Linked DNA regions of Mus musculus: regions 2, 3, 4, 5, 6 and 7 are each linked to region 1. A link is a contact called in public HiCAR-type and promoter capture Hi-C data. All regions are on one chromosome and are shown on one strand. The core of a region is the stretch at or near the end of the contact, and the rest is flanking DNA. Distances in the headings are between cores, read along the strand shown. Region 1 holds the start of Slc25a25 (solute carrier family 25 (mitochondrial carrier, phosphate carrier), member 25). Region 2 holds the start of Wdr34 (WD repeat domain 34). Region 3 holds the start of Set (SET nuclear oncogene). Region 4 holds the start of Tbc1d13 (TBC1 domain family, member 13). Region 5 holds the start of 1700084E18Rik (RIKEN cDNA 1700084E18 gene). Region 6 holds the start of Nup188 (nucleoporin 188). Region 7 holds the start of Miga2 (mitoguardin 2).

The links. Promoter capture Hi-C pulls out the DNA fragments that hold promoters and counts their contacts. HiCAR-type assays count read pairs that join an accessible place to other places.
Region 2: a HiCAR-type map of astrocytes shows a contact between it and region 1, with 5 times the contacts expected there. The contact joins the promoter of Wdr34 here to the promoter of Slc25a25 in region 1. A contact is called at or near these places in 1 of 484 Hi-C or Micro-C datasets (B cells) and 2 of 115 datasets of contacts at active chromatin or transcription factors (astrocytes and embryonic stem cells).
Region 3: a contact with region 1 is called in a promoter capture Hi-C map of liver, with 6 times the contacts expected there. The contact joins the promoter of Set here to the promoter of Slc25a25 in region 1. A contact is called at or near these places in 3 of 39 promoter capture datasets (the C10 cell line, liver and pre-B cells), 1 of 115 datasets of contacts at active chromatin or transcription factors (astrocytes) and 1 of 9 other capture datasets (liver).
Region 4: a contact with region 1 is called in a promoter capture Hi-C map of pre-B cells, with 5 times the contacts expected there. The contact joins the promoter of Tbc1d13 here to the promoter of Slc25a25 in region 1. A contact is called at or near these places in 2 of 39 promoter capture datasets (liver and pre-B cells).
Region 5: a contact with region 1 is called in a promoter capture Hi-C map of pre-B cells, with 12 times the contacts expected there. The contact joins the promoter of 1700084E18Rik here to the promoter of Slc25a25 in region 1. A contact is called at or near these places in 2 of 39 promoter capture datasets (liver and pre-B cells).
Region 6: a promoter capture Hi-C map of embryonic stem cells shows a contact between it and region 1, with 3 times the contacts expected there. The contact joins the promoter of Nup188 here to the promoter of Slc25a25 in region 1. A contact is called at or near these places in 1 of 39 promoter capture datasets (embryonic stem cells) and 1 of 115 datasets of contacts at active chromatin or transcription factors (astrocytes).
Region 7: a promoter capture Hi-C map of pre-B cells shows a contact between it and region 1, with 3 times the contacts expected there. The contact joins the promoter of Miga2 here to the promoter of Slc25a25 in region 1. A contact is called at or near these places in 1 of 39 promoter capture datasets (pre-B cells), 1 of 484 Hi-C or Micro-C datasets (CD8 T cells), 1 of 115 datasets of contacts at active chromatin or transcription factors (astrocytes) and 1 of 9 other capture datasets (liver).

The regions. Positions count from the first base shown.
Region 1 is chr2:32,449,775-32,453,464 of GRCm38.p6, forward strand. It overlaps Slc25a25 (solute carrier family 25 (mitochondrial carrier, phosphate carrier), member 25), which reads right to left and starts at 1,696. Exons shown (of 10, transcript NM_001164357.1): 1 at 1,293-1,696. The coding sequence starts at 1,550. It overlaps Naif1 (nuclear apoptosis inducing factor 1), which reads left to right and starts at 683. Exons shown (of 2, transcript NM_194335.2): 1 at 683-3,175. The coding sequence starts at 2,665.
Region 2 is chr2:30,047,259-30,050,948 of GRCm38.p6, forward strand. It overlaps Wdr34 (WD repeat domain 34), which reads right to left and starts at 1,621. Exons shown (of 9, transcript NM_001008498.2): 1 at 1,426-1,621. The coding sequence starts at 1,611.
Region 3 is chr2:30,064,705-30,068,394 of GRCm38.p6, forward strand. Set (SET nuclear oncogene) reads left to right here and starts at 1,770. Exons shown (of 8, transcript NM_001204875.1): 1 at 1,770-2,189; 2 at 3,565-3,622. The coding sequence starts at 2,117.
Region 4 is chr2:30,131,762-30,135,451 of GRCm38.p6, forward strand. Tbc1d13 (TBC1 domain family, member 13) reads left to right here and starts at 1,985. Exons shown (of 12, transcript NM_146252.3): 1 at 1,985-2,151; 2 at 3,036-3,109. The coding sequence starts at 2,129.
Region 5 is chr2:30,235,612-30,239,301 of GRCm38.p6, forward strand. It overlaps 1700084E18Rik (RIKEN cDNA 1700084E18 gene), which reads right to left and starts at 2,020. Exons shown (of 1, transcript NR_028299.1): 1 at 1,586-2,020. Lrrc8a (leucine rich repeat containing 8A VRAC subunit A) reads left to right here and starts at 2,158. Exons shown (of 4, transcript NM_177725.4): 1 at 2,158-2,194.
Region 6 is chr2:30,284,547-30,288,236 of GRCm38.p6, forward strand. It overlaps Nup188 (nucleoporin 188), which reads left to right and starts at 1,870. Exons shown (of 44, transcript NM_198304.3): 1 at 1,870-1,924. The coding sequence starts at 1,893. It overlaps Dolk (dolichol kinase), which reads right to left and starts at 1,808. Exons shown (of 1, transcript NM_177648.3): 1 at 1-1,808. The coding sequence starts at 1,485.
Region 7 is chr2:30,362,335-30,366,024 of GRCm38.p6, forward strand. It overlaps Miga2 (mitoguardin 2), which reads left to right and starts at 1,899. Exons shown (of 16, transcript NM_001242407.1): 1 at 1,899-1,971.

The DNA of each region.
Region 1 (3,690 bases), core at 446-2,945:
CCTTACCAGGTTTTCTTCATATTTGGCTATGAAATTCGTAATTACTGTACATACAAATGAACCAAATACTAATTTTGGCCACAAACTGGTTATCAGGCAAACTGCTCATTAGAATCACCCCAGATTGTAAGCCAGTCTATGCCACAATAATGAAACACTTGGTAAAGGGAAGCCACAGTTAAAGTCAAACTGAAAAACCAACATGAAACAGAAAGGGAAGAAAAAGCCACTGCTCAGGGCTTCTTGTGCAGGAAGGATAGTAGTTCTGTTTCTTGCAGACCCAGAAATGGCCATTTCTCCACCCCTGTCTCCCAGTCTTGGCCCATCCCTTTCCAGCCAACAAATATCCTTAGATGTATCTAACTTTCATTTTTTGAAAAAAGTTCCAATTGAGCGATGGTGGCAAAGGCCTTTAATCCCGGCGCACTCAGGAGGCAGAGGCAGGTGGATCTCTGATTCCGAGGCCAGCCTGGTCTACAGAGGGCGTTCCAGGGCAGCCAGGACTACATTGAGAAACACTGTCTAGAAAAAAAAAATCCCCAAAACCAACCGAACAAACAAAAAAAGAATCTTTCTTCAGATTCTTTAACATATTCGCACTCCAATTCGACAAAGGGATCATGACCCAGTGTTCTGAAACAGCAGTGGGGGGCTGGGTCTAAGCCATGAGAAAGAACTGTTCAGTCTTCATCACCCACATCCACACTGATCTGCCTAGAACCCCAGTTCCCATTTTTTTCTTCCCCAACACCCACATGTCTCTGTGAGCAACCAGATTAGAGGCACCGGTGGCATGGAAACGAGAGTGGGGGGAGAAGAGCGAGCGAGCGAGAGACAGACAGACAGACAAGGGGTGCCAATGAGAATGGGTGGATAGGAACCTAGGTGTTGAGGGAGGATGGGCACCAACTTGGCCTTGAGGTCCGTAGGGCAATCTTGAGATCTATCTGTCCTTCTATCTAGAGGGAAGTAGAGGGGGCTTTCTGTCCATCAAAGAGACCCAAGGGTGCCCATCTGTAGCCACGACGAGCTTTTCTCACGGCCCCATCTCCCACCTGAGGAGCCCCACACTAACAAGGTGTGAATTTCCTTTCCATCTGTCAGTGGAGGGACACTATCCCCCCCAACACCAGGGGTTCCGCTCAGCTCTAGCAGCGTCCGTCGAAACCTGACAGGCTACAGAAAGCAGCCCGAGAAGTCCTGCGGTCCCGACCCGTCCCCTTGGCGTCGGTCTCTCTCCTCAAGACCTCCCGGATCCTCCCCGCCCGCGCGGACGGCGCACGCAGACTTACCCGGAGCTCGCCCTCCGTGCGGTGCAGTCCCAGGCGCCGCAGCCCCACCGCCAGGTCGTTGACACACAGGCCGCCGTCGCGGTTGACGTCGAGTGTCTGGAAGAGGCTCCACAGGCGTAGCTGGTGGTCCGGGCCGCCACAGACGGCGCCGCCGCACGGGTCCCCTACAGAAGCCGGCGACGAGGCGGACGACGAGGCGGTGGCGGCGGCGTCCGGCGGCGGGGAGGCCACGCAGCGGCACAACACACTGCTCACCATCGGGCGCGAGGCGGGGGCGCCGGACGCCGGGCTGAAGGCGGCAGGAGAGCGACCCGAGCGCGGAAGCACGCCGGCTTTCCTCAGACAGCGAGCGCGGGCTCCGAGAAGCCGGCCGACTGGAGGGAGGGGCCGCTTCCGGGAGCCCCGCCCCGCGGCGCGCAGAGGCGCTGACCGCGCCCTCTGGCGCACTGCCGACCAATCATAGGCCGGTATGTCGGCTCCGGGATCAATGAGGGGGCGGAGTCACCGTGCCAGCTCGAAGGCGATTCAAACTGAGGGAGCCGGGGATTGGCTGAAGCTGGGTAATAGGCAAGCAGAAAGCCTTGTGTCCAATTCCCATTCAGAAGCTCTATTTAGACTGCGGAATGATGAGGCTGAGAGGAGCGTTGTGTAAGGAGAGATCGTAGCTAACAGTGGAAATGAAATGTATATGAGGGTAACTGTGGACTGAAGTTAGAAAACACAGCACCATTGAATAAAATGAAAATTTAACGGGCTGACGACTCGAAACCGAGAACACGAATCAAAATCAGGAGGCTAAGCTTTAGGAGTCTTCTAAACTGCCAATAAAACAACTGAATTTTACAACGTAATAGTCGCGACACGAACTGAACGACAGTCTGCTTTTCCAATGGAAGTGAATAATGTCCGTGTGGGCGGACATCCTGAAGCGACAGACAAGACTTTAGACCAATGACCAGGCCAGTTCTAGCAAAGAGGTGTGTCCTCTAGGAGGAATGGCAGGCCTGGAGAGCCAGTGATCGGCCAGATATTTGAGCCACGCCAAACCTGGAGGGCGGGGCTTCTCAGGGATGTGCCGAGGGGCGGGAAGAAGGGAAGTGGGCGGATCTCCGCACACCCCAGCGGAAGAGGCAGATTCAGGAAGCCATTACGCAGCTGGCTGGCGGCGGTCGGGCCGGTCAGGGCTGGGCCCTACGCACTTTGCGTAGCGAGGGGGGTTACTTAAGGCCTGGTACTTGGCCTTGAACAAGCCCTGCCTGTCCCCCTAAAGGGGGTGGGAGTGAAAGAGAGGCGAGGCTGAGGAAGAAGAGAAGAGAAATTGGGGCTGTTAAGAGCATTATAATTTCTTTAAAAAGAGAGGAAAGGGGAGGCCATGGCTGTCCCAGCCAAGAAGAGGAAGATGAACTTTTCAGAGCGGGAAGTGGAGATCATCGTGGAGGAACTGGAACTGAAGAAGCACCTGCTGGTGAACCACTTCAATGCTGGGGTCCCTCTGGCTGCCAAGAGTGCAGCCTGGCATGGCATCCTGAGAAGGGTCAACGCTGTGGCCACCTGCCGTAGGGAGCTGCCCGAAGTCAAGAAGAAGTGGTCCGACCTCAAGACCGAGGTCCGTCGCAAGGTTGCCCAAGTCCGAGCTGCTGTAGAAGGTGGCGAAGCTCCAGGGCCCACAGAAGATGATGGAGCTGGTGGGCCTGGGACAGGCAGTGGCAGTGGTGGCAGTGGCACAGCCATAGCTCCTGTACTGCTGACCCCTATGCAACAGAGGATCTGCAACCTGTTGGGTGAGGCCACCATCATCAGCCTACCCAGTACCACAGAGATCCATCCCGTGGCCCTCGGATCCACGGCCACTACAGCCGCAGCCACCGTCACCCTGACACAGAGTGAGTGAGCTCTCCTGCTCAATTCAGCTGCATAAATGGGACGGGCCAGCAATACTGGGACAGCCTGGGGCAAATTGGCTGCCAAAGGTCAAAAGTCAGATGGCGATCTTGGAAAGACCATGAGGTCTTCCAAGAACTCCCCAGACTGATCTTGTTCTTTTAGGGTCTTCCTCAGCATGTGGCTAGCTGGATCTCCCACATGCTGACCTATGTAGTGTTGAAGGCAGAGATTGTCTGTAGCCCCTCGGGACTTAGGACCTCATATTAATAGGCAGCCAGGATATACTTGTTGAATGACTAACTAGGACTAATACTGCCCAAGTGAGACACCCATTCTGTACAAAGACATTCTGTGTTTTCAGTATACAAACAAACACCAGGCATTTCTCAGGAGCTTCGTGATACCTGTCTATCCATTTGTCCATCAAGCTGTTTATGCTGGGCACCAGAAATACCAAAATAGTTAACATTCCCTAGAGGCTAGAGAGATAGCTCAGTGTTAAAGTCCTTGCTTA
Region 2 (3,690 bases), core at 371-2,870, 2.4 Mb before region 1:
AAATCACGGGCTTGCTGCAAGGACACAGTGTACTCTAACATGGTCACGCTTCTTGCTTTCCACGGCAAGGGCTTCCACGTCCCAGGGCACGGAGAAGGGCCTGGAACACAGAGCAGATCAGGGCATAAGACCATAGGCCCACAAGGCTCAAGACAAGACTGCAGGCACCACTGGGGCTTGGGTTGGAGGCAGACTGGTCAACAGCAGTCTTCGTTTGTGAGTTCTTCAAGACTTTACTTGACCTGTCTCTACTTACCCATTTTGGCCTAACCTGGGACCACTCTCCCTTTTCCTCAAGGATTCTCCAGCCCCTTCCAACACCTCAAACAAATGTGCTGACCCCAGCTCCAGAGTCGGCCAGTGCTCACGCTTGATCTGGTCTTCTCAAATGCCACTCAACATCCATTTTTCCAACAGTTCCTCAGCCCTGCTCTGTCGGTAACATGACACACCGATGTGGCATTACAGTACATTGTCTACATACATGGCTTACTGTAATCCTTGCAACCACCGGGAAAGCAGCTATCTCCAGGTTCCCTGCTGATGAATCCCTAACACACCAGTTGGTCAGCATCAGGCCTCCGTTATCTCATTATTTGTATGTTTTTGGGTTACACTAGAAAACCATAGCAGGGCAGTGGTGAGAGAGGCCTTTAATTCCAGCAATCTCTGAGTTCAAGGCCAGCCTAGTTTCCAGAGCAAGTTTCAAGACATCCAGGGCACACAGTGAAACTCATGTCTCACAAAAACAAAAGCAAACAAACAAACAAAAGAACAACAACAAAGGAACATAGAAAACCGTTCAAGCTAGCCCTCAAGGTATCTGACCATTTCAAACACCAATAATGTCAAGTTGAAATGCCTAAAAACTGCTATTCACAAAAAAAAAAAAAAAAAAAAAAACTTCCAAAAATGGCTCAGCTGGTAAGGGCACTTAGCCAAGCATGACACCCTGAGTTGGATTCCCAGGCCCCTCGTGGTGCAAAGAAATAACAACCTTGTGTAAAGTTCTCCTCTGACCTCCACAGGCGCTGTGACACGTGCACGATCCACCATGTAAATTAACTACATGTCATTTAACGACAGCATGGGACCCCTAAGAGTTCTGTTGTCCTGGTTTGCTTTTGTTGTTGTTTGTTTTCGTTGGTTGGTTTCTTTCTCCTCAGAGACCGAAAAAAAGGCTAACGCGAAAGCATCTGTGAGTTTTTTCATTAAAACATGAAAACACGCGGACCAGTGGTGGCGCACGCCTTTCGTCCCAGCACTTGGGAGGCAGAGGCAGGCGGATCTCTGAGTTCCAGGACAGCTAGGGATGGATACTCAGAGAAACCCTGTCTCGAAAAAACAAAAACAAAAAAGCCGTGAAAACACAACGCTGCGCCAGGCCTTCCCGCCCGCGCTGCCATAGCGGGCCCGCGCCCTCACCGTCTCCCCGCGGATCCCCTGGACGCTCCTCCACTGCGAGGGCACGGACGCCACGCCCAGGGTCTCATCCTGAAGAGGCGCAGGCCGCCCTCGCCGTTCGGCGCCGCCAGCCCCGCCAGCAGCCAGGGCAGCAGCTCCAGCGCTTCCAACGCGCCGAAAAGGCCTGGGCGACGCGCACATTGCCATGGCGACGGTCCCGCCCTCTCGCGCCTGCGCCCTGGAACGTGACCTTAGCGGGTTCGCCCCCCACAAACGGAAGTCCGACGAGAGGAAGTGAAGCTGTGGGCGCCGTTTTTGAACTGGTTACAGCATCGTCTTTAAGGCCCAGAAGAAAAATAATGAAAATGTTTATCAGCCAATACAACAAAACCGCAGCGATTTGGGATTGCCCTATGCCCAGAGGCCATTTGGGGGTCCGGAACAGCTCTTCGTGGTATAAGGAAAAGAGCGGAAGTGAGGCGTGGGCTCCAGGTTCAAAGATGGCGCTGAGCGGCCGGGCGCAGAGGCAGGACCGCCGCAGGCCTAGTGGGCCATGCTGGTCCGGAGAACCGGCCGGGCTGGAAGCAGCCGACTACTCCAGAACTGTACTTTGCGCCATTTGAGTTGGCATCATTTCCAATGAATGGAATGAAATAGATCATACACAGATCGAACGTGGGATTGAATGGATGGGAGGCCTAATAATAAATTTACATAAACAATAAAATAAAATGCTTGTTAAATTAAAATTCGAGACTAACCACAGGAGAAGTTGATCTCAATGATAGATGGCCCCAGGTTCAGTCCTCAACACACACGAAATGTTAACTACAAGTTAGTGCGTGCCTATAGTGTGTCAAGCCAAGCACCCAAAGGCTTATGTTTGTTTGGGTTTTTTTGTTTGTTTCTTTTGTTTTTCGAGACAGGGTTTGTCGGTATAGCCCTGGCTGTCCTGGAACTCACTTTGTAGATCAGGCTGGCCTTGAACTCAGAAATCCGCCTGCCTCTGCCTCCCGAGTGCTGGGATTAATTAAACGCGTGCGCCACCACTGCCGGCAGAGGCTTAGAAATGAGTGTTTATCTTATTAAATCCTTAGCCTTCCGTGTGCTTGCTTGTTAGTTAGCTGGTTTGCTTTTTGAAGTGCTGGGGTTGAACCCCGGGCTTTCTGCATGCCAGCTCCTATGTTCTACCAATGAACTACCCCTATAGCTCAATTGTTATTACTCCTGTGCCTCTTACAGTCAGATATGGAATCGTCCAAAGTCACCCAGTAAGATCTTACAGGTGGCTTGCCTGATCCCCCAAACCAAGCCTGGAGCCTCTAGACAACCATCTGCTAGTTTAGGCCTCTGGGTCTATTTCCTCTTTTCTGAGACTAGGAAGCCTGCCGTGGTCCTGTTCTCAGTGCACCACCCAGGGACAGGATGCCCCTCAGCAGAGCAGCCAAGGCCAGGAAGGCCGATTAGATTAGCAGCACTGGGAGGGATAATAAAAAGCCATAGAAAAGTCTTCCTAACAAGGACTGCTTTGCAAACATCACCAAGGATTCCAAAAATCATACTCAGAGCTCAAAGATTAAGAACACTGGCTGCTTGCTTTTCCAAGACACTCAGGTTCACTTCCCAGGACCCTCGTGGCAGCTAATAACTGTCTGCAAGTCCAGTTCCAGGGAGATTTGACACTCTTTCCGGCCTCTGAAAGCCCTAGACATGCACTTGACGTGCAGTCACACATGCAGGCAAAACATCCATAAACATAAAAATAATAAGATATAATTTTTTTAATCACACTTAAAAAGCCCAAAGCTGTGAAAGTCCTAGAGTAATGTCTTAAAACAGACTTGGAACCAACTACGTCCAGCTGAACTGGACAAAGAGGCTTAGAAGAGGCTTTCTTCACCTGGTCAAGGGAAAGGAGAGAGTTCAAGGCATCAAATATGAAAAACAGCTTGTCGGGCGGTGGTGGCACATGCCTTTAATTCCAGCACTTGGGAGGCAGAGGCAGGCAGATTTCTGAGTTCAAGGCCAGCCTGGTCTACAAAGTGAGTTCCAGGACAGCCAAGGCTACACAGAGAAACCCTGTCTTGAAAAAAAAAAAAAAAAAAAAAAAAGCAAAAAAACAAAAAAAAGAAAGAAAGAAAGAAAGAAAACCAGCTCAATAAAGATAAGGCTAGCCCTGAGAATATAAATCAGCCTAGTGTCTGGGGGACTGGATTCTACCCTAGCAGAAGTGAGATGTTTGTATATATTGAAGATAGCTTGAAAATGGAAGGAATGGCTGGGAAG
Region 3 (3,690 bases), core at 520-3,019, 2.4 Mb before region 1:
GTGGCTGAGTGATAGGGAACTTGCCTCTTAGGATCCAAGCCCTGTTTTTTAACCCTAAGATTATCTGTAAAAGTTACTTTGTATCTTATGAGGGTTACAGGAAAATACAGCCAAATGCAGCAGGAGCCTAGGGTAGTGATTTGGTATGGGAGTGCTAAGGGCTAATGCTCTAGCCCTTTTACTTTTAGACACTTAGACACTGTAGCCCAGGCTAGCCTCTGCCTCAGCCTAAGTCCTTGTTTTGTTTGTGGAATTTCTTTGCTACTGTGTGCCAGGACCTCACAGGGCTATCAGGAATCATTCCTGGTGAAGGCATCACCTGAGTTTTAGCAAATGTTAGTCACAGTTTATAGCTCTCCTTTTTGTCAGACCGTTCCCTCTTTAAGAAGCCTGTCCACAGTTGCCTGTGTTGGAGGTCTCTAGGCTTGGGAGCTGTGTGGGTTAGAGGTCCTTAGAGGTTGTCGCCAGATTTAAGCTTACCAATTGCAACAGATGAGTGCAATTAATTCACCGACTTGAGCATAAGGTGCACCACCAGGAAGGCCTAGCTGAATTTCCTGGAGTTGAGATGGAAACTTGGAGGAGCACATTTGTATTCTCTCACCATGGACTGTATATATATATATATATATATATATATATATATATATATATATATATATATATATATATGATGTATTTTACATTTATTGTCTACCCACCATGAATGACTTGACTTAAAGCCACATTGCTTTATGTATAAGAGCTGATAATAAAACGGGAATACTGAGAGTATGGATAGTTCAAGCTCTAGTGGTAGAGGAACCAGGTAGAGAGCTTTCTGGATTTCCAGGACCACGTGTTGGGATCCAGGTAGACAGAGAACTATCTTTTCAAGTCCTGAAAAACAGTGTTTAACCATTAAATCCCTCCGACATAGTGCTTAAGGACTTTTTAATAATCTAAAGCTGTTTTTGTTTGTTTGTTTGTTTGTTTTACTGTTTTAGCCTTTGACTTTTAAACATTTCCCCATTTGTCATCACCAAAAATGTGCTTCCCTCACCACTGAGATCAGGACACCTGTACGAAGTTGAGCAGAAGGACCTGTGGCAGAAAGGTCCTTCCTACAGTCAGAGAACTTTCCTGTGGTTCTTTTGAGTGTGAATATGTAACAGATTTTTAAAAATTCAGAACCGAGGGCAGAGGCTTGAATTGGCCCATGCATAAACCCGGTCCCGCGTGTAAACTGGATAGAGGAACTGCTTGCGTGTGGCTCTGCACAGCAGCCTAGAGTTTGAGTCCCCAGCTTCTCCATCTAGAAAAAAATGAAGGTGCCCGGGTGCAGAACTCAGGCGCCTGATTGTAGCCAGGGTACTCCTAAGGCCTGTACTTTTGAGGGGCTGCGCGCGCCCCCTCTCCAGAGCCCCCAGCCGCCCCGCTAAGGGAAGCCACTGAGCCACCACGTGATGGAGTATTGGGGAACGGAGGCCCCGCCTCTCAAGTCACCGCGCGGCGCGCAAATGTCCCGGGTCGGCTGGAGAAGGGGAGAGCGGGGGAGGGGAGCACCGCGCGGGGGCAGGACCATGCGTCGCTGAGCCGCTTCCTCCCGCCTCTCGTCCAGGCCCCAGTGTCCCCACCGCCGCCGCCGCCACCCGCCACGGCCCCGCCCCCTGCCCCGCGGCCGCGGCCAATCGCTGTACGGCGCGAGCCTCTCCGGCCGGGGGCGGGACTTGCGCAGGCCCGGCGCGCCTGCGCTCTGCGGCCTGCCCCTCGCCGGGAAGAGGAGGAGGTGGTGGTGGAGGAGGTGGAGGAGGAGGAGGAGGCGGCTCAGGGCAATCCAGAAGCGAGCCGGAGCGCGGGGCGCGAGTCGAGGAGCCCAGCCGAGCCGCCGCCGCCTCCCCGCCTTCAGCGAGAGCCCCGGCCGGGGGCTCGCCACAACGCGCCCGGGCCTGCCTCCGCGTCAGGCCCCGCGGGCAGTGCCAGGCAGCCAGGGGGAGGGCAGGCAAGTGAGCGCCGGGAGGAGGCGGCCGGAGCGAGCGGGCGCCGCGCGTGTGGCGTGAGGGGAAGCCGCTGGCCGCCCCCTTGGCCGTCCCTTCGCTCCCCCTCCCCGCTCCCCGCCCCGATCGCGGAGGGCACCATGTCTGCGCCGACGGCCAAAGCCAGTAAAAAGGAGCTCAACTCCAATCACGACGGGGCCGACGAGACCTCAGGTGAGGACCGGGCGCGGCGGGGGCCCGGCCGCGCCGCCATCTTTCGGCCCGGACCGCGGGGCTGCGGGGGGCGCGCGGGGGCCGGAGAGCCGGCGCCTTTTTTGTGTGCGGCCCGGGACCGGGGGGCCGGGGTGGCGCCGTGGCGGTGAGCGGTGCGGCCGAGGCGGGGGCGCTGCGGCCTGCGCGGCGGGCGGAGACCCCCCCTTCCCCCCGCCCGCGCTCTCCTCCCCCTCCCTCCCTCCCGAGAAGCCTCTCTTTATTGTGCTCCGCCATGATGCCTCGCTCCCATCAGCCGCCACCGCCGCCACATGGTGCGGCCGGACGCAGCCTTGCGGCCGGGCCTCTAGTGCCGCCCTGCTTCCCGCCCTGAGCCGGCGCTACCGCGGAACCGGGAACCGGGGTTTGGGGCGGGGTAGGGGCGCGGAGCCGGCGGGAGGATGCTCCAGGCTGCGCGGGTTGCGCACCCCACGTGGGGCAGCCACACTCGGGCGCGCCGGGGGTGCGAGGAATCTGGCCCCGAGGCCGTATGATGCAGGGGCTTCAGGGGCCTTTAGGACGCCTAGCCCTCGCCTGGAGGGTCGTTTCGAGCCCAGGACAGCTGCAGAGCCCGGGCTGGTTACCGGAAATGAGACGCGCGATCGGGCCCCTTCACGCCCACTTGGCTTTGTAAAAGCCTTCACAACCCTCGGACAAAAGGGCACGAAATAGGAGCACACCCCCTCTCCTTTTTATGGCTCCAAGTTTTTGAGTAGGGTTTTCCCACGAAGTGTCCTGAAATACTGCACGGCCGTATATGATGACCAATCTCATCAAGAATGGGTTGAAGGAGTAAGGTCAGGTTTACATTCTAAGTCTGAGAAGACGACTCCGGGAAGTTTGGTGACTAACTGGTCTTTGTCGGTGTATATTGATAATCATAACAAATTGAGAGCACTTTAAATTTTTTTAAAGCAGTTATAACAGTTGATAGTATCCTAATTTGTTTTATGGCCATGGACTAGTTTCCACACTAAGTGGCAGCTGGCACTGGCACCCTTTCTCTTACAATTGTATAATATTAGTAATAAACATGAAAAATTCTTGAATGAGGTGAAGCCTCTCATTCACCTTTAATAATGAAGGCCAATGATTGCACCTTTGTAACGAACGAAACTCTTTGAAAAGTAATCCAGGAGTGAAGCATTTTTCCGAGTAGCGGAGTAGATGCCTTAATTTGTGAATGGTAGGGTAATGAGAAAGTAATTCTCAACTGCGTGCTCGAACACGTGGGGAGCATGCTTTGTGGTGAGCTTCACTGTTGCAGTTCCCATCCTGGGATCAGGAAGAGGAGCTTGTAATTAGTGTTGAGTCTTATGTCCCCTTTCTTGTTTTGCAGAAAAAGAACAGCAAGAAGCAATTGAACATATTGATGAAGTACAAAATGAAATAGACAGGTAAAATATATTAATTCATGTTATGGAAAGTTCTCTTGTGGAACTGATTTGGCATCAGGTAACTACAG
Region 4 (3,690 bases), core at 735-3,234, 2.3 Mb before region 1:
TGCTCTACAGAGTGAGTGCCAGGACAGCCAGGGCCACACAGAGATACCCAGTCTCAAAACCAAAACAAAACAAAGCAAAAAGAAAAAAAAAGAAAGATTGAAAGACTCACCTTATATGGAATATCAAGGTTCAAGAAAAAAAAGAGCAAACTTGAAAAGGTGAACAGAGTTGGTGGTGAGTCCAGACCGCACTGAGAGTAGTGAGTTTGGGTTTCAAATTAACAAAGGGTGGTTGTGGTAGTTTGAATAGGAATGTCCCACAGACTCATGTGTTTGAATGCTTGGCCACAGGAGATGACACTGTTAGGAGATGTGGCCTTATTGAAGGAAGTATGTCACTCTGCAAATACTTTTTTTTTTTTTTTTTTTTTTTTTTTTTGGTTTTTTCGAGACAGGGTTTCTCTATGTAGCCCTGGCTGTCCTGGAACTCACTTTGTAGACCAGGCTGGCCTTGAACTCAGAAATCTGCCTGCCTCTGCCTCCCGAGTTCTGGGATTAAAGGCCTGTGCCACCACGTTGGGCTTTTTTTTTTTTTAAGATTTAATTAGTTATTTTATGTATATGAGTACACTGTAGCTGTCTTCAGATAGACCAGAAGAAGGCATCAGATCTCATTACAGATGGTTGTGAGACACCATGTGGTTGCTGGGAATTGAACTCAGTACCTTTGGAAGAGCAGTAGTGCTCGTAACCACTGAACCATCTCTCCAGCCCCCAGCTCTCTTTTTTAAATTAAAAAAAACATTGTGTGTGTGTGGGAGGGGTACTGAAGAAATAGTTCAGAAGTTAAGAGCTCTAGTTACTCTTTCTGAGGGTCTAGTTCATTTCCCAGCTCACAACTATCTACAACTCCAGTTCCACAGGAATCCAACACTCTTCTGACCTCCAGGCAGGTAAGTGGTGCACAGACATACATGCAGGCAAAGCACCCATACACATAATTTACAGAAGAAATTGTGTGCCTGTGTGTGCAAATATGTGTAGCAATAACGTGTGTATAGGGGCCCTGACCTAAAGGCCATTTGCTTTCCTTGATGGCTCTCCCCTTTATTCACTGAAGGTAGTCCAGCGAGTCTGTTTGCCGTCTAAACCTTGCACATTCCCGCCCCTCTTGGCAGCTCTTTCATGAATTCTGTGGATCCAAACGCCAGAGCTCACGCTCACGTGAGTGCTTTATTCCCTGGAGCATCAACAGCGAATTCACTTCTAGCAGAGTGAACTTCTTGAACCTTCAACTTCTGATCTTCCTGCTTCCACCTCTCAAATGCTGGCATTACTGGCATGTTTCCCCAAATCCAGCTACAAGGAGTGCTGAACCTGAAACCTGGTTTCGTGCATGCTAGCCAATGATTTTCATAGTTGCTCTTTTAAGTTCACACTCACAACTGAGTTTACCAACTGAGTTACACCCTTAGCTCCTGTTTTTCATTTTCTATTGCTTTAAAATTGTGCAATTACAGAAATTCTACTTGGGGATGGGAGTGCGGGGGAGGGGAGGAGTTTCAAGACAGAGTTTCTCTGTGTGGCTCTTCCTGTCCTGGAACTCTGTAGGTCAGTTCAAAGATCCTCCTGCTTCTAGCTGGGATTAAAGGCGTGAGCTACCACCGCCAGGCTTGCCAGAATTCTAGTTTATGAACTTCCAAAGTCAAGGAAACCTTGAGCTGTACTCCTCCGGCTCCTCCGAGAGGTATTTACTGAGCAACAGGGTCATTTCCATAAGGAAGGACTCGACATTGAATGAGACCACACCGGAGACTAAGTCTAGTTCAAACAACTAGTTCAATCAACCAAACAACTGTACCGCAGTTAATGACAGGGAGTGAGAGAGATAGACAAGTGTATTCAGTAATCAGAAACTGAGGGCGGGAGACTCATAGCCAGCGGGATCACTGACAGTCACGCCGTCCTGACGCTCAACTGACGGTTTGCCTAGCCTTAAAGAAGTCCCCGTCACGTGACCCTTGGGCGGACCCAGCGCGGCCCCGCCCCCGCGGAACGCGCACGCTCCAAGTTCTGCTTCCTGCCGGAGGCTTTTGCCCAGCGCCCCGTGTCCCCGGAGGGAGGGGGGCGGTGGCGGTGGCGGCAGCTGGGGCTGCAGAAGCAGCTCGGGAGTCCGGAAGTCAACACCATGTCGAGTCTGCACAAGAGCCGGTAAGGAGACCTGAGGTCAAGACTGCACCCAGACCGCTCCGTCCAGGCCGGGCCTTCGCACAGAGAGAGCTGCTCAGCGCATGTGCGGCCAAGAACAGCCCCCTCCCCCGGCGGCGAGCCCCCTTACGGTCTCATTGCCTGTGTGGCAGAGGCGAGAAGCAGAGATGCTTCTCTTACCTCAGTGTCACCTTTCTTTCTCTCTCACTCGGGACCCCTTTCCCTAGTGTCTCCCTTGTCCAGCCCCCTATTACCCTCCCCGCTTCCTCGCTCTAGGATTCGCACCTTCCCCCGCCCCCAAATGCCCCTGTCCCTGTGCTCCATGCTCATGAGAAACACCAGGGGATCCAGGTTCTCCAATCTGGCCTCTTAAATCCACCTCCTACCCCCACCCCAGGCACATCTTGCAACGCCCGCTAAATTCTGGTCACTCCAGGACTAATTTTTAGTCTTTTGTCTTTGCCTGAGGGCAGGCCCGAGAAGTCTGTGCCCCCTCCCCTTTACCCAGCCAAGAGCTTCGGGAGCCATGGGGAGATTGTACAAGTCTGTTGTCTGTGGATCCAATTACTCCTGGTTGCAGGAAGCTTGGTTGTGTGAATTCGGGTAGTGGTGTGCTGTGGGCTGGGCTTGGCCGCAGCAAGTGCCCAGGAAATGCCAGCTCGCTAACAGTGGACAGTGCTTAATGTTAAGTTCTCACTTCAAACCCTTTGGATTAGAATACCTCTCATGGCTTTTCGTTGACATGGCAGATCTTAGAGGAAGAAACTTGTATTGTCCACTTCCCTAAGCTGGTAGTTGGAGACCGTTGGGAGTGAAAGATCTTTGGGCTGGCTGCAAGAGTGGTCATTAAGCCTGTTACCTTGGCGTTTCCTTTTCTGCCCTTGAAGGATTGCAGATTTCCAGGATGTCCTGAAGGAGCCCTCCATTGTGTTGGAAAAGCTTCGAGAACTCAGTTTTAGTGGTAAGATGCACTTTTACTCAGGGTTTCCCTGGAAACCTGCCTGCCGGCAGAAAGCTGGCCCTTAGCTGGGGGGGGGGGGTGATCCCCCAAATCCCTTGAAGTGGCCTGAAGACTGCACCGGTGGTAACCCTTTGTGCCTAGGGAAGGCCTCTCAGCATTTCTCAGCTCGTTTCTTGAGTTAAGGAAGTTGCAGGGTGGTTCCCGGGTTCTCTACTTGGCTGTGGATCAGAGCTGAGAGTGACCTTTGGTTAGTGTTAAAACTCAAGCCGTAGAGCACCAATTTTAAGGAATTGAACTTCCACCACATTTGACTTTGCCCCCCACATGGTTAATGTTCCAGCACAGCAATAGCTGGATTTTTACCCCGTCTGTAAAAACATCCCAAGATGTTTGTAGAGCTCCTGTGGTACTGCCTAGTAACTTTTCAAAGAAAGAATTTAAGTCGCCTGTGTCGTGCAGATTGGGGTGGGGTGGGGTGGTTAATTGGCTCATTGTCAGGGAAGCCACCCTCAGAGCCATTCTTCTGAACTCCTGACAGCATTGCAGAAGTTGGCCTTCCCATTCTGGAGTGGTGTGGAGGC
Region 5 (3,690 bases), core at 770-3,269, 2.2 Mb before region 1:
ACTTTTGGACCTTGCATTCTTAATAAGTTAGTGGCTTTTGTAAAAGACAGGGTTAATGCTGTACAGGTAATGGTGCTCCGACACACCAGTACCAGACTTTGCCAGAAAAGGAAGTGGGGTCGCTCTAAGATTAGAGCTACTCACAAGAAGTGGGGAAATGAAGAGTGGAAAAATACTGACTGCCCTGAGAACATGGGCCCCAGCCCCCTGCCAGAGGGCCTAATTACCCGGAACTTTTGAGAAAAACAACCGCAGACTGTTTCAATGTCCCAGGTGGTATTATTTGCAGATCCCCTGTGACTGGAGCTGTGGGCCACCATGTGGGTGCTGGGGAATCGAACCTTGGACCTTTGGAAGAGAAGCCAATGTTCTTTTTTAGTTTTTTGAGACAGGGTTTCTCTGTGCAGCCCTGGCTGTCCTGGAACTCACTCTGTAGACCAGGCTGGCCTCGAACTCAGAAATCCGCCTGCCTCTGCCTCCCAAGTGCTGGGATAAAAGGCATGGCCACCACGCCAGGCAGGATATCTTTTCTTGATGATCCATCCTGTTTCTCTTGTCCAGTGGTATCTGAATTTCTCTGTTGTATGTTTTTCTTCTCCTGGGAAGATAAAAACAAAACCCTGCCCCAACCCTAACTCTGGATTCTTTTGTGGACTAGCAGGGTATATCTTTCCCAGGGCAAAATGCTTTTTGGCAACAGAAAAAAAAAGCATTATCTTTGAAGTTGAAATTATTATTATTTTTAAAGTTTGAAACTAAATATACCTTAGTATGTGGATAAATATACTTATATCCCCCTTTCTCTTTATATAAATTTAAGGTTAAGGGGCTGGGCTGGAGAGATGGCTCAGCAGCTAAGAGCACTGACTGCTCTTCCAGAGGTCCTGTCACTGTAAAAGGGGGCGGAGATCATTCAGTGAGGGAAGGGTCATCTGTACAGCCTGTGTATATTAGTCAGCTGGTGCACACACCACTGATACCCAACTCCACAAAAACTCATTGCTGTGCTCCCTGCCTTTCTTCTTTCACGTAAGCTACTGGAACTCGTCCCATACTGGAGTACATGAAACACTTTGTTTTAATAGCTGAACAATTTCCCAACCTAAGGATTACTACAGTTAGCCTGGGAATTATGAGGACCCGGGAAGATTAACACACACACACAGCTAGCGTCTGGAGGCTTGGTTCTGAAGATGTGGTTTTATCCTCAGCTCAGCTCAAAATTCGCTGCTAACGTTAGGCTGGAGGTTTCCCGATAGAGAATTCCCCTCACACCCTCTGCCAATCCTCTATCTCCAGCCAGAAGCCGGGGAACCGGACAAAGAGATCCCCACCAGAAGCCCTTGCTTACAAAAGTCGGAGCAAAATACTGGATAAAGCAGATACTTAGTTTCAAAGTGACCACTGGACTCAGGACACACCTACCAGATTCCTAAACTCCAATACCTTCTCAAGCACGGCACTACCTCTCTCCCCTCTTCTACAAAAAGTTCCTAACCCAGTCCAGTCCAACGACTTCAAAGATCTCCTAGTGTGAGACAGTGAACTCGCCGGGGCGCGACTAATCGCCCAAGAAACCTTTAAATTTAGTTCAACTGTGTTTATTGCAGCGGCGGCGGAGAAGCCATTCAGTTAACTCGGAATTATGCGGCTTTTCAGGGACAACCGTCGCAAGCCGGACGTGTCGAGGCGCGCGTCAGCATCAGCAGGGCAGTTACATTTGCGGGCACCTGAAGAGTTTGGGCAGCGAGTCAGCTAACGAGCAGCACTAAAGGTATGAGGACGCTGGCCCAATGGCGATCGGAACCCGAACAAAGGAGGTGAGCGGATACTTGCGTCAGCTTGGGTCACTTGGCCGCTCTGGCCAGAGTAACGCATCCCTTAAGTTGCAGGGATCCCTGTCCCTTTAAGGGGGCTTAGTTCTGTCCCGTTACTTCCGCCCCGAAGTGGCTTGGCGCAGGCACGTGGACGGGAGTAGGGTGAAGCCGCCTCAAGCTTTCCCCTTAACAGACATGGCGACGGCCGGGATGCCGCGGGTGCGTCCGGCCGTGACGTCACTTCCGGGGCGGGGGAGGCAGAGTGGTGCAGTGAGGGACAAACAAAAGGAGGCGCTGGAGGAGCGCGGCGGCGGGCGGCCGGACTGGGAGGTGGAGGGCCCGGGCTGCCTGCGGGCGGCTGCGAGCGGAGAGCCCAGGTGAGCGGGTCGGGTGGGGGATGAGACGCGCGCTGTCACCGCACGGGACGCTCTCCTCGGACGCGCGCTCCGCCCCTTCAAGTTCTGCGGGGCTCTCGCTGCCCAGGGGCGCCGGCCACCCTGGCCCCGCGCTGGGCTTCGCTCCGCCCTGCCTCCCGCGGGCGCCGGCTCCGGTCTCCACCCTCCAGGCCGTGCGGCGGCGCGCGAGCCCCCTCCCGGGCACCCTGTTCTCCGCGCGCCTCTCACCCGAGTTTCCGCCGCGGTCCTCAGGCCGCACTTGCCGCGCTGGTCCCCGCAGATCCGCGCCCCTTGGCGCACGCGCCCCCTTCCCAGAGGTTCCACCCGGGGTTCTCTTGACAGCTCCCCCACCAGCTCTTACAGTTCTTGGCCGTGGGCTTCCCGGCGCCGGCTTCTCTTTAGACCACTCCCTCTTCCTGATCTCCCGGACTGTCCCCTGCTATGGGGAAGGGAGCACAGGCTTTTGGGACCTCAGACTGGGGCTCCCTGAACGACCGACTCCTGATATGAGAGTCTGTTTCGTTCTGTCCCTGTTTTGTGCATCTCTTGGGCAGGAGTGACAAGTACAGGAGGTTGTTGGTGAGCTGGAGGTCAGCAAAGGCGACCCCAAGCTGAAGGAACAGCAGAGTTCGGGATGACAGTGGCAGGGGGTGGGGGCTTGTTTTTTGAGATAGGGTCTCAACTATGTAGCCTTGACTGTCCTCAAACTCTCTCTGTAAACCAGGCTGGCTGGCCTCGAGCTCACGGAGATTCACCTGTCTGGTTCCTGAGTGCTGGGTAGAGACGTGGGCCTCTAACCTCTGTTTGAGACCAGGGTTCTTGAACCTGCCATGCACTGGACTGGAGTGAGTCAAGATGGGCTGGTTCTGCTTGATACAGTTGTTGTCTTGTTTTGAAAGAACACATTGAGTGAGCATTAGCTTTTTCTTGATGGGAACTGGGCTGACATAGTGGTAGTTCTAGGACAGCCACTCTTGTACAACCTCCTCTAACGCTGCCCTAGCTAGGACAGGGACAGCTTTAAGGATGAGGTGTGGAGGGGAGAGAGTCTTTGTGAGGATGGGGACACTTGTCTGCTGAATTTTGGAGACAGAAATGAGTAGCCAGAGGCTACAAAGTCTTTTCCTGCCTTGCAAGTGTGTCAGTGGTCTCTTTAACTCTGCCATCTGTGTTATGTCCTCTGAAGTAGAGAAAATGGCCAGTGCAGGAAGAATAAGTTGACCATTGAGGGTAGGAGAGGGGGTATATTCAGAGGCTCAGGGGTGGTGCCAGTGGGCTAGGCCGTTCATCCTGCTGTTTCCTTGATGAAGGTCGGGCTCTCCTCCAGCTGTCATGGGCAGGCAAGGGCAGGTGAGCAGTGTTGGAGGACAGCTTCCTGGAGATTTTCTGGGGTCTGAAGCTCCACATTGTTTGGGGGATGGTGTACAAAGCAGGGACCAGAGAAGCAATTGACAATACCTCCCACACCCAGGAGTCAG
Region 6 (3,690 bases), core at 620-3,119, 2.2 Mb before region 1:
CAGGTCTACTCCACTGTCAAAGATTAAGATTAGAGCTACAGAGATGATTTGTGCAAATATAGATGTCATAGTCCCCTCGAAGGTTTTCTTAGTTCCAGGCCAGCGGATCTCTCCCATGGTGCTGCCAAATATGGAGGCCACAGTATCACCCACACCCACAGCCAAGACCCCAGCATAGGGGACCAGGGCTCTTGCTCCTTCCAGGCTGTCCTTCTGTGTACAGGGTCTGGGGATCAGCCAAATAGGAAGAGACATGCCCAGAAGCAGGTAGATGTGTGTTAGGATAAGGGGTCCACTGTCTCGTTCATCCAGGAAGAGGGACAGAAGGCTTCGCAGAGTGTGACCCAAGGGCTTTATTCGGAAATAGCGCACATACTCCAGGAAGATGAAGACTGCCAGGCACACAGTGGCGGCCACATACAGCAGTGGCCGGTCAAAGATGATGCCCGGGATATAAGTGGCTACCACAATGAAGTGGAAATACTTTCTTGTAATGGTAGGCGCCCTGTGCTTCTTGGACTCAGAAGACGACCGCTTAGCATTCTGGTACAGCACCACCAGGCAGGCCACAGAGGCCAGCAAAGACCAATAGGCAAGGAGGTAGATGCGAGTTTCAGTGTAGAAGAGGAACTGAAGAAGCCAAAGCAGGGGGTTCCTACGAATGAGCCAGTGCAGCCAGGGCAGAACCACACCAAGGCCCAGCACACAGGTCATGAGGTGGAAGAAGATGGAAGAGGCCCAGGTGCCTGAATCCATGAAGACAAAGAGGGTGCTGAAAAAGACACCCATGAGCACCATCCCTACCACCACCACCAACAGGAAGAAGTCCACTGGGTCCCCCTGGCTTTCAGTCAGAGAGCGCTTGATGAGTTGGTTAAGGACGAAGCTAATGCCACCCAATACCAGCAGTGCCTCCCCAGGAGTGAAGCATCGGGGCAGCAGGTACAGCAGGATCATGTTGAGATAAACAAATATTAGCAGGACTTCCAGGACCTCGATCACCTCGCCTACACTGAGCGAGTGCCTCATAATATAAATGATAACGCCTCCAGCCAAACCAGAGATGGCACAAGTATTGGTGGGCACCGGGCGAGTAATGCCCAGTGCCAACACGGAGGAGAAGAGGGCCACTGCCATGCCAGTAGCTGCAACCACAATGCCGAAGCGCTCGAAGTATGGGTTCCCTGCAGTCTGGCAGCGCTCCTTCATGACTAGCCCAAGCAAAGGCATGACCATGGAGGCCGGCAGTAAGCCGCTGTTCGCGGACATCCGGAACTGGAAAACGGCATTGCCCTGCTGGAGCAGCCGGTCCCACTTGTACTGGACGTAGAAGGCCTGCACCGCGAGGGCCACCGCGCACCAGGAGTATCGGTCCCACACTGCAGCGTGGATGCTCAACACCACGGCGAACACCACTGCAGCCTCCGCCAGCACCGACCCGCTCAGCGCAGCCCCAGACTCCTGGGGAGGGCACTGTCGGGTCATGTCTCTAGGTCTGGCGCTCTTGGGAGAAGAAGTTTGGTGACTAGGGACGCCTTGGCCTCTGGGGCCCTCAACCCGCCAAGCAGAGGGGCAGCAATTTCACCCAGCCAGCAACCTTCTCCAGCTTCCAAAAGGGTGTTCCACCACGGGCCACTCTGAGGCCTGGGAGCCGGCGCCCAGTCACCCGCCTCCGCTGTCAACCTACGGTGTAGCAGATGTTTGCCCTCTTCACCGCTCACAGTCTCCACCGCCTCCACCGCGGACTCCCCTCGCACCAGGGCAGCGCCATCTTGACAGCCCCATCTTGACCACGCCCACCATCACGTGGCGGAAGCCCACGCCCCCAGGCTGGAGGATCCCAGTCACGTGGGTACGGCGCATGGGGGCGGGGCTGGGCCGCGCGCGCGAAGATGGCGGCTGCCGCTGGTGGGCCGTGTGTGAGGTGCGGAGTGGGGCGCGGCAGGGGGTGGCCGTGAAGCGCGGGCTGGGAGCTGGGCGGGAGTTGGGACCGGGGCTCAGCCGCAGTGGCAGAGACGAGCCCCGGCTGGGTGGACGGACACTTGCCGGGGAGGCGGTTAGGTCCAAACCGTTCCCGCTCGCGGGGCTGAGGACACTTTTGGAGCGGGCCTGCCGCTCTCCCTTCTCTCTCCGTGGTCCCTGAGCCTCCGGTAGTCCCCATACACCCACGCTTGCTCCACCACGTTGCCTGTAGGCACTGCGGGACATTTCGGGGTCGCCTGGAAGACCCACCCCACTGCGATCCCTTCCTTGCTGTCCCTGCGCCCTGCTCCCCCTCGGGTGTGCCTTGCCCACGCCGCGATTTCTTCCCGCGGGCATCCTTAGTTCCCGCCTTCTTTTATTTTTGGCTAATGCCGATATTGATGCAATCAGCAGGCATGCCTTCATCTTCCATGCGATTCCGGGTTTTGTGCCAGGCTTCGGACACAAGATGAATTACCCCGAAACAAATATACAGTTCTCACTTAAAAGAGTGCTTTTGTTTGTTTGTTTGTTTGTTTGTTTCTTTTTTGAGGTAAGGTCTCTTGCCTCTCGGGCAGGCCTTGAACTCCTTGTTGTCTTGCCTTTGCCTTCTTGGTGCGGAAATTACAGACATGAATTTCGAGCCCTGCTTGCCTTTAAAGAGCGCTTACTAGCGCCAGACCCTGGGAAAGTGCCGTGCAGGCCTTACCTCATTCATTTCTCACGACTAGGAGAGGCGCCTCCTGTTCCACAGGACTCAGAAGTCCAGTTCATACATAGGCAGTCCCCCCTTGTCAGCCCTCGAGATAATCCCCGTGAGCCTTCAGATGGAAGGCTCTAAAGCCTTAACCAGACCTCTGTATGTATCCACATTATAGATCAGAAAGGGTCTTCACTGCCCTTCCTCCCCTTAAATGTAAACATTCCCTGTCAGTCACCTGGAATTGACTCTGCCAGTTTTATTTGGTCTTGTTTCCTGTGGAAACCTGAAACGCCCAGACAGACATGTAATTATCACACACATTGCTGATCTTTCTCTCCATTAGCCTCTTCACCTTCCAGGGGTAACATTTTCTTTGGAGTTTCCTGTGGATAAAGTGTGGTCCTTGCAAGGGCCGGTTTGTTTCATGCCAGACCTTGTATCCACAGCTATGGATAAATACTTGTATGAAAACTGTAAAAAAATGAATTTTTTCAAAAGGAAAGGAAAGTTTTGGCTTGCCAGCAGGCTTTGAGCTTTCTGTGGAACTTAGCAAACCCATCGTTGAGGGAGGACTTTAACTGACTCTAGGGTTTTCATTTTACTTTTGTTTTGAGGTCCTAGGGGTCAAACCCAGGGCCTCAGGAATGCTAGGCAAGCCCTCTAGTATTGAGTCACAACCTGTGGCCCGGGCGCCTAGCAGTAGGGTTCTAGGTGCTGCCTTGCTCTGTCAGGACAGTGCCTTTTAGTGCTGAAAAGCATGCTTCTTAGCAGTTGGGAGTAGAGGGCTGTATTTGAAAAGCTTGAGACCTGGGGCAAGAAACCGTCCATCCTGGTTTTTGTACCTAGTGCTTTTTTGTGGTTAGTCTTAGAAGTCACCTGACCATTTTGAGCTCCTACTTTTCCAAATGGGAATCCTTTTCATCTTTGTGCACAGGTGAACAGGTAGACAGTGGCAGCGTTAGTTTCTGTGTAGACTATAACTGCCTCTCAGACAGACTGTAGTCATGAGAATAACTCAGGTAGCT
Region 7 (3,690 bases), core at 649-3,148, 2.1 Mb before region 1:
AGAACACCGACTTCTCTTCCGAAGGTCCTGAGTTCAAACCCCAGCAACCACATGGTGCCTCACGACCATCCTTAATGAGATCTGACGCCCTCTTCTGGTGTGTCTGAAGACAGCTACAGTGTACTTAGATATAATAATAATAAAAAAATCTTTAAAAAAATAATATTAAGTGAAAACCTCATCTTTTCACCCAGAGCTGTTCCTCAGCTGGTCCCTTTGCTTTGTCATCTGTCTGTGCAGGGGTGAACCTGAGCCATCTGGGTGTTTGTTCAGGCATCTGGGTGTTGTCCTAAGAGCAGGCGGGGCCCAGATATGTGGAGTTTGAAAATAAAACAAAACAAAACAAAAAACTTCAGGAGACTGCCAGTCTCCTACCACTGACCTAACATTAACAGGCTCTGTAACTACACACTGGTAACTCACAAGCCCCAAGTGTCTGTGTTCACAGTCTTGTATGCGAAATTGTTCCTCTTTACTCTGTACTTACCAGGATCTGTCTGTAGCTGGCCATAGTGACCATTCAGACAGCATCCAGCTCTGTCCTGTTAAAGCCATTTATAATTGCATGTCTTTATTCAGTAACTCACACTGGCTGAAAAGGATCAGTAACTGGAGGCTGGAGAGATGGCTCAATTGGTAAGCCCAGTGTATTGTTCTTGCAGAGAACTAGGGTTCAATTCCCAGCACCCACAGAATTCCTCTCAGTTGTAACTCCAGTTCCAGGCGATCAGAGGTCGCCCTCTTCTGGCCTATATAGGCACTACTTGCACCTTTTACCAAAAAAGTTCACTTTGGCCTTTATTTTTTTCCCCTGATATTCAAATAATAATTATTTACTAATTTAGAATTTGGATGTAGCTGGGCAGAGTTTCACATGCTTGTATATAATTCCAACACTTCGCCGGGCAGTGGTGGTGCACGCCTTTAATCCCAGCTCTTGGGAGGCAGAGGCAGGCAGATTTCTGAGTTCGAGGCCAGTCTGGTCAACAAAGTGAGTTCCAGGACAGCCAGGGCTACACAGAGAAACCCTGTCTCGAAAAAGAAAGAAAGAAAGAGAGAGAGAGAGAGAGAGAGAGAGAGAGAGAGAAACCCAAAAAACCAAACCAACCAACCAAACAAACAAAAAAAACCCCAATAATTCCAGCACTTCAGGCGATTGGAGGCAGGAGGATCAAGAATTCAAGATCAGCGGGCAGTGCGGTGGTGACACCTGGCTTTAATCCCAACAGAGGGCAGGAGTTCCAGGACAGCCTGGGCTACACAAAAAAAAAATCGCCTCAGAAAATAACAAAACAAAACAAAAAAAACCAAAAACCAACCCAACCAACCAAAACCCCAAACCAAACCAAACTAAAAAACAAACATACAAAACCTGCTAGTCTCCAAAGCATAGATCCTTTAGGAACCCTGTCTCAAAAAAAAAAAAAAAAAAAAAAAAAAAAAAAAAAAATCCAAAACCAAGAAACCAAACCAAACCATGCATAAATAAGGGTTGTAGATGTGCGTGTGCGTGCATGCGTGTGTGCCTGTTGGTGTGAGAGTATGTGTAGCGCAGGAGTTTGGTAATCAGGTGTGACATCCCAGTGACAACAACGCTGAGGACCAGCGTGTGGCAGAGACTCTCTAAGCAGCTGCTTCCCAGAAAGCCCCAGGTGTCCACTAACTCCACCGCCTTTTTAGTGTCCGTGTGTCTGTCTAATCCTAGTGACCAATCGGAGGAGAGAAGAGGACATTCCACACTGCAACCACACTTAGGGGGCGGTGCGAAAAGCGAGGGAGGCGGAGTCTGCGTGATCACGTAGCTCACCCCATTGGCCAAGGGCCTCGCCGATGCGGAGCGATATGGAGACGCTCATTGGTCAGAGCTGTGTTGGCCGGCCCGAGGCCACGCCTTCCCCATCCAGCGGCGTGGTTTGGTTGTATTGCCGCCTGGAAAGGAGACGCTGCCCTTCCCCAGCGATGGGATCCCTGGTGAGTGACGGCCACTGCGCGGGCGACCAGATCAGCAGGGCTAGAAGCGAGGCTTGCGGAGCATGGAACCCGGCCCACGCCGGGGTCTGCGATCCAGCCAGCCCGCGAAGGTGTCCAAGGTGGGATGAGTGGATCCCCTGGACCAGGCGGCTCGAGAGGATGCGTGGCTCCGTGGGTGGAACGAGAAAGGAGCTGGGTCAGAGAGGAGACTCCCGGGCCTGGAACGCTGCGAGCATCTAAAAGTATGGTCGCGGGCACCTCCCCCCCCAGGTGTGCCGGCTGTGGGCAGCGCTGTATGTGGACAGCGGTCAAGGATGTCCTAGGGAGGTCGGGGCCAAAGCAGGAAGGTCCCTGCCCAGGCTCCGCAAGGAGCAGATACTGAAGCTTGGAATATTGTTGATGTTCACTGTGGGGTTGCCCAATGCCCGGCTGCGTGGGATCCCACAGAGATGTGCAGGGGTGGGACAAACAGGACATGAGGCAGAGTGAGCTGTAGTACTGCCTGGTTCTGATAACACAGCCAGGTCAAAGTGGGACGAGAGAATGCTCAGGCCAATTAGTAGGGTTGGCTTGCACAAAAGAGGAGGGCCTGGATTGGAAAGCCGGGATATCAGGCCTAAGGTGCCAGGGTGGAGGAGCAGATAACCTACCTGCTCAAGAATGTGGAGCAGGATTGGTGGCCAGCATTAGAATAGAGAGACAGGTAGGATATGATGATGAGCTTGGACCCTTCCTTCCTCTTGGGCACAGACAAGGCTAACTGGACTCACCTGCAAACAGATGCCAGGCCTCCCCTTCCCTCTCTCCTCCTGCCTGGATCCTAGAATAGGCTCACCTCTAATACCAGGTGGCCTTCCCAGACGTTCAAGGCCCTCAGGTTTGATACAAGCAAGCAGCAGGCAATGGCTAGGGTGCTCGGCCCAGCCTCGGTCCTCATCTCTCAAAGCCTCAGTATTCCTATCCTTGCGTGCTCTGAGAAGGACTCCACTGAGGCCTCACAGAGAGCTAGTGCGCTGGCTTGTTGAAATGCTCTGAGAAGTATATCTCCTGCTATTTGATGTCCTTGTCTCTCACTCAGTGCCCTGCCAGGCTGGAGGCACATCATAGCCCACTTAACCTCTAGGCAAAAATGTACCCTGCCCTTGACAGTGTGGCAATTTCTTTAGCCCTTGAACCTCACTCTGCCTGCCAGCCCTCTTGCCCTCTCCCCTCCCCCCACAGCCCTAGGGCCAGCCTGATAGGGCTGTATGCCTTCCCCCACTCACCAAGGATAATCTGTTCCTTGTTCATGTCTTGTGCTGGCCTAGTGACTTTTGGTCATCATCCCAGAGAGACAGGGTCTGTCCTGGCCTATGGTGTTCCTTCCTCTGAAGATCTCAGAAAGCATCCTTGAACTTGAACAAGACCCCTGCTGCAGGGTCTTGGGGTCTCAGAATATGTGATCAAACATCTCATCTGGCTTTGGGTCTTAGTGGGTCTTGGGCTATCTTTTCTCTCTGTGTCTCTGCTGGGGTGCACTGCCTGTTCCTGCTGTGTTAAGCAGAACCCAGAGTCCAGTAGACCTTGACATACCCTCTCTTCACCACTTAGCAACCGATGAGTTATTTTGGACTCCTGGCTTAGGTTGGACAAAACTCAGTTTCTTCATGAGAAGGTGGGGAGAGTCAGGGAGAAACATCTGCCCATATAGCTGTCATGACTCAGTTGGTTCATAGCAGG